2 separate regions of the Mus musculus genome follow, and region 2 is linked to region 1. A link is a contact called in public promoter capture Hi-C data. All regions are on one chromosome and are shown on one strand. Each heading gives the region's core, a stretch centred on a gene start, on an enhancer-like site or on the middle of the called end of the contact. The rest is flanking DNA. Distances are from core to core; before and after follow the strand shown. Region 1 holds the start of Tars (threonyl-tRNA synthetase). Region 2 holds the start of Cplane1 (ciliogenesis and planar polarity effector 1).

Region 1 (2,611 bases), core at 48-2,547:
CAACAAGGTTGGTGATAGTGATACCTTCAACATTTTTTTTCAGGATTGTTTTAGCCATCGTGATTTTGTGGTGTGTGTGTGTGTGTGTGTGTGTGTGTGTGTATCTAAAACTTAACATTCTACGTTCTGTAAAGAATTGTGTTGGAAGTTTGGTGGCAATTGCTTTGACTTTGTAGATTGCCTGTGGTAGAATGGTAGAATGGCCATTTTTACTGTATTTATCTATGAACATGGGGGGATTTTTATGTTTTCTGAAATTTTCTCAATTTCTTTCTTCATTGTCTTAAAGTTTTTCTTGTACAATCTTTCACTTGTCTTGTTTGAGTTACTCCAAGATAGTTCATGTTTTTTGAGGCCGTTGTGAAATGTATTGTTTCCCTGGACAATATGTTCCTTGGAAATGGGAACCTGCTCCTTGAAGAGTCACCCAGGAGGCATTTGTCACATTCAAGTGGATCTCAGCGAGTTCCAGGACAGCCGGGCTATACATACAGTGAGACCCTGTCTCAATTCTACTCGGCTGGTGTGTGTGTGTGTGTGTAGGTTGGTGGTGGTGTGGACATTGGGTGGACATGGTTGCAAACGCCTGTAATCCTCTAATTTGGGTGGCTATTGCAGAAGGCTCCCAGATTAGCCAGATCTAAATTGCAAGTTCGAGGCTATCCCTGGCTGCACAGTGAAGCAAAGAAAAAACACAGAACAACCCAAAAACTGGCAGCTGCTATTAGGATAAGCAGGCCAACTAGAACTTTCTGCTAAGCATTTTGCTTAAGTAGTAAAAATCTAATCTCGAGCTCCCGTGATATCAATGACTTTTGTGTGGAGTTTATTCCTTCAAGTAAAAAGTTAATTTTATCTCTGTGCCGTCTATGGGAAAACTCCGTGAGACACTGAGAAAGCTTTGATCAATGGCGCTTGTCCCTCAAACAGCAAATCGGTCCTATTCTCATGAGGAAGGCTGAGTCATCGCTTCAGATTATCAGCCAACGTTCCAGGTAGAGCGCATCTGAGATAAACCAGAGCGCCAGAGACCATATCCAGCAATTCCGGGAAACTCAGTCCAAGCAGCTCAAGTTCACTACGGTGGCCGCTAAGGCCATGCAAGCTACAGTCAGAAGGGGAAGAGTGCGCTTGCGCGCCTCACTACACAGTCTGGAACTAATGGGATTTCTTGAAGGGTTCGTCATTCTCGGCTATTCTATTGGCCAAGGAAAGGGAGGACCCGCCTCTCCGCGTAGCCCATTGGCCTCGTGTCCAGGTAGGGCGGGGCCAGGAGTCCCGTTGCATCAGCTGGTTAGCTGGTTCCGCCTGTGGCCACGTGGCGCACGCGCAGTGCGGAATTGTAGGTCTACACCGCCGGCTTGGGGTCTTCTCTGCGGTGCAGCTCACGGGTTTTGTCTCTCTGTGGTCCTTCCATGTCGCAGGAGAAGGCTAGCAGCCCTTCGGGGAAGATGGACGGCGAGAAGCCGGTGAGCAGGCGCCGTGGGGTGCAGAGAGCGGATGTGTTCTGGGAGCCGGCACTGCCCGGCGGGGCAGGAGTGGAAAGTAGCAGGGAGCAGTCGGTATTGGGGGCCCTGGGTAATAAGTTAGGAACTCTTGCTGGCAGGGTCTGGGGGGTGGGGGGGCATCTTCATCCTAGAGATCTGTGAATTGAGACTGAGTGGTTTGCTCAGATAGTAAGCATTTGGGGCTTAGACTCCCGCGCTTGTATTTTTTCACTAAAATAAGCGGGAAGAACATTTGAAGAACTTTTTAAAATCCTAAACTGCGTGGAGCAAAAAGCTCTAGTTAGGAAGGAAAAGCCAGTCCCCGCGATCAGATCCAGTTTGCCCAAGATTGGGTGCTAAATAAGGCTGGATGCCCCCATTGACAGACTGTTTTGAAATTAAAGCCTCTGTCTGCCAGGTGCTGGAAGCGACCTAAATAACTTCACACACATCCCCTTTAAACTTTGCTTTGGGCTGTCACCCACTGGTTAGGAACAGCATTTGTACACTGGCGTGTTTTCTGCCCCACCCCTCTTTTACAGCCAACTGTGCCTGTGTCCCCTGTGTATTTATTTGCCCTGGCACTTAGTCAGGCAGTCCAGGTGGCTACACAAGTTAAGATCGATTCCTGACTTTGGGGGCTCCCCAAATGTGCAGGACTGGAAAATCGTACTTCTCTGATTAGCTTGGTTGAGTTATAGAGAAGCACAGTCAGACTGTTTTATTGGGTTTGGAAAAATGAGGTCAGGTAAATCAGGCAGGGCAGGGCTGTCCAGGTTCAGGGGATGAATTGTGCCCCGGCTGTACAGGGAGAGACGGGAGGGAAGTGCAGCGATTGAGGCTATCAGTATTCTCTACGTGCAGGAGTTTTGTAGGGAGGTGCTATGTATGTATTGTATTGTCAAAAAGTGACATGGCATGGGGGTTTAAGGAACATTGGAAAGGGGTGAGGCCATATGACAGATTGTCTAGGTAACCATTGCTGACGGTTGCTAGGGTCTTCATCAAGAGGAGTTTCCATCCTGATAGGGCAAATCACTAAAATGCTTGTGTATGCGCTTTAAGCTACAGATTTAAGGCGATGAATGACAGGTATACATGGATAGATTTTGTTCCTATTTCCT
Region 2 (2,611 bases), core at 31-2,530, 3.2 Mb after region 1:
TCAGCGAAGAATCAGAAGCTCAGGTGTTCCAAATGAAGGATGATTTAACCACACAAGGCGGCCAAATGAAGCATTTTATTCTGCATCAAAAAACAAAACAAAAATGCTATATTATTCAATGCCAAGTTTCCTAAATTTGATGACTACTCATGTAAAATAGCATTACCAGAAATATGCATTATTCTGAGTATGACAAGTGAATATAAGACTATTTAATATACGCAATCATCTTCAAATCAAAAGCTATTTCTAGGTAGTTTAATAATTCCTAAATACTATACATATGCACATGTAAAGAGAAAAATAAGGTACAGCAAAACATAAGGAACTGGTTAATCTAAAATACATATTTAATTACATTATGCAACTTTAAATGCAAAATTGATAAAAGGCAACAGGAGAAAACCCAGCACGACTGAGTTAATCATCGTTAGATTCTACTGGTGACAGCAACTTGTTAGTTTTGGTTTTGAGGGATTAATTGTATTATGTTTTTTGTCTAATGAGTCCTTCTAGATGTGAAAGACACTTAAAGATTTATGCAAAGGATTTGTTTGGGAAAAGATAGACATATTTTTTTTTTCAAGTAAAGCATAAAAGATAGAAAGACAGCAAACCCACTTCAAGATTTCAGTACGGTGCGCTACAGAATCACGTACAACCTCCCGTCACTTAGAATTCTAACAATCACCTCTCTCCTGGGATGCAGCAAACACCATTTTCTGACGCATACTGCAAAGCCTCTCAAAACACTGATGCTACTGGATAGACCAAGCACTACACAACAGACACTGCAGATGGAAGAACTGATTTTTAAAAAAAATCCGCTCCATGGCGCAAAAATATATGTATGACAGGAGTAATCTGCCCAGTCTACGGGAACCGGGGAAAGGTACCTTTATTTCAAACAAATCGGAGCATACAATTTCAAGAAAATCGCTGACGTCCCGGGCGGGGTTTGTGCTACGGAGGATGCTAGGAACCCGCGTCCATCCCTCACTGCTCTGCCGTCCGCTGGGGTCTCCTCAGAGGTTTCCTCGTGGCTGTGGCCGCAGAGTCCTGCCCGGAGGTCCCCTGTGGAGGTGTGAGGGGCCACGGCGGGGAGGGGACGCCTGCGACCCAAAGAAGGACCTGGGCGGGACGGCGGGCGGCCGCGAGGAAAACGGAAGTCCCCACAGCTAGCCCGGAGACCCTGGGAGGCGGGGGGCACGGGGACCGAGCCCCTGGGGAAGGTCCCAAGGCCGCCACCTCCCACCGAGGACCGCAGAGGCTGCGAAGCCGCTGAGCCCTGGAGGAGGCCGCGCCCGCCACCCCAGAGCCGTGTCCAGGCGACGCGTGGGCGGGGCCGCCCCACTGCGCATGCTCCATGCCGCTCCGTGGGCGGGCACCTGACGGATCCCCGCCCGCCCCGCCTCCTCGGCGTAGCCAGCTTTGCGCCGGGGTTCTGGGAGAGCGCTGCAAGCCTGCCAGAGTGGGTTACCTCCACCGAGTCTGTCCTGCCCTCCTGCTCTCTCCTCAGCTCGGTAGTCCTTTCTCTCTCCATCCATCCCTGGCTTCCCCTCGTGCAAGACTTTTGAGTTTCCGAGCTCTCCGTGGAGCTTGGCATGAGAATGCCTTAAGAACCAACATTTAGATCTGCGCTGTTAAGAGCAGTTGTTGCCTTTGTGGAGGACCCGATTTCAGAGTCCCAGCACCTACGACATAACCCTGAGTAACTCCAGTTCCAGGGCATCTGACACTCTTTTGTGGCTTCTGTGGGCACCAGCTACAAAGGTGGTGCACATACATACACGTAGGCAAAACACTCATAAAATAACAAGTTAAAAAACAACAACAACGGGCTGGTGAGATGGCTCAGCGGTTAAGAGCACCGACTGCTCTTCCAAAGGTCCTGAGTTCAAATCCCTGCAACCACATGGTAGCTCACAACCATCCATAACAAAAATCTGATGCTCTCTTCTGGAGTGTCTGAAGACAACAGTGCACACACATATAATAGATAAATAAACAAACAAACAAACAAAAACCAACAACAACAACAACAAAAACTTGCCGGGCAGTGGTGGCACGCCTTTAATCCCAGCACTTGGGAGGCAGAGGCAGGCGGATTTCTGAGTTCGAGGCCAGCCTGGTCTACAGAGTGAGTTCCAGGACAGCCAGGGCTACACAGAGAAACCCTGTCTCAAAAAACCAAAAAAAAAAAAAAAAAGTCTCTAGCCAAAACTTCAGCTAAAATTAGACAATAAATCGTGTTGGTCATGGAATTCTTCACATGTCATGAAGGATTTATCACAATTGGTTATCGATCAAATTAACTCATAAAAAGAATACTCGTCTTTTACCTGCTCAAACAAGGAGCAAAAGTTCAACCTTAACTCATCTGTGCACTTTGCACAATCCACACAGGTATCTTACAGTACTAAACTGTTGGTTGTAAGATTCACGTATTGCTGAATGTGCAGCTCTGACAAGGTTCATCCGCATGGACGCTGAAATGAGCTGCTGCTCCAGCCCCCTCCCTTCTGATGCTGTCTCCAGAGACTTGCTTCTAGAGCAGCTTCAGGAATAGCCCCAGGTTCCAGACGGATTAGGTTCATCCAGCCTTTCAGAC

Evidence for each region. Promoter capture Hi-C pulls out the DNA fragments that hold promoters and counts their contacts.
Region 2: a contact with region 1 is called in a promoter capture Hi-C map of pre-B cells, with 3 times the contacts expected there. The contact joins the promoter of Cplane1 here to the promoter of Tars in region 1. A contact is called at or near these places in 1 of 39 promoter capture datasets (pre-B cells) and 1 of 484 Hi-C or Micro-C datasets (CD4 T cells).

The regions. Positions count from the first base shown.
Region 1 is chr15:11,398,344-11,400,954 of GRCm38.p6, reverse strand. Tars (threonyl-tRNA synthetase) reads left to right here and starts at 1,297. Exons shown (of 19, transcript NM_033074.3): 1 at 1,297-1,469. The coding sequence starts at 1,416.
Region 2 is chr15:8,167,775-8,170,385 of GRCm38.p6, reverse strand. Cplane1 (ciliogenesis and planar polarity effector 1) reads right to left here and starts at 1,280. Exons shown (of 53, transcript NM_001162906.1): 1 at 897-1,280; 2 at 1-80.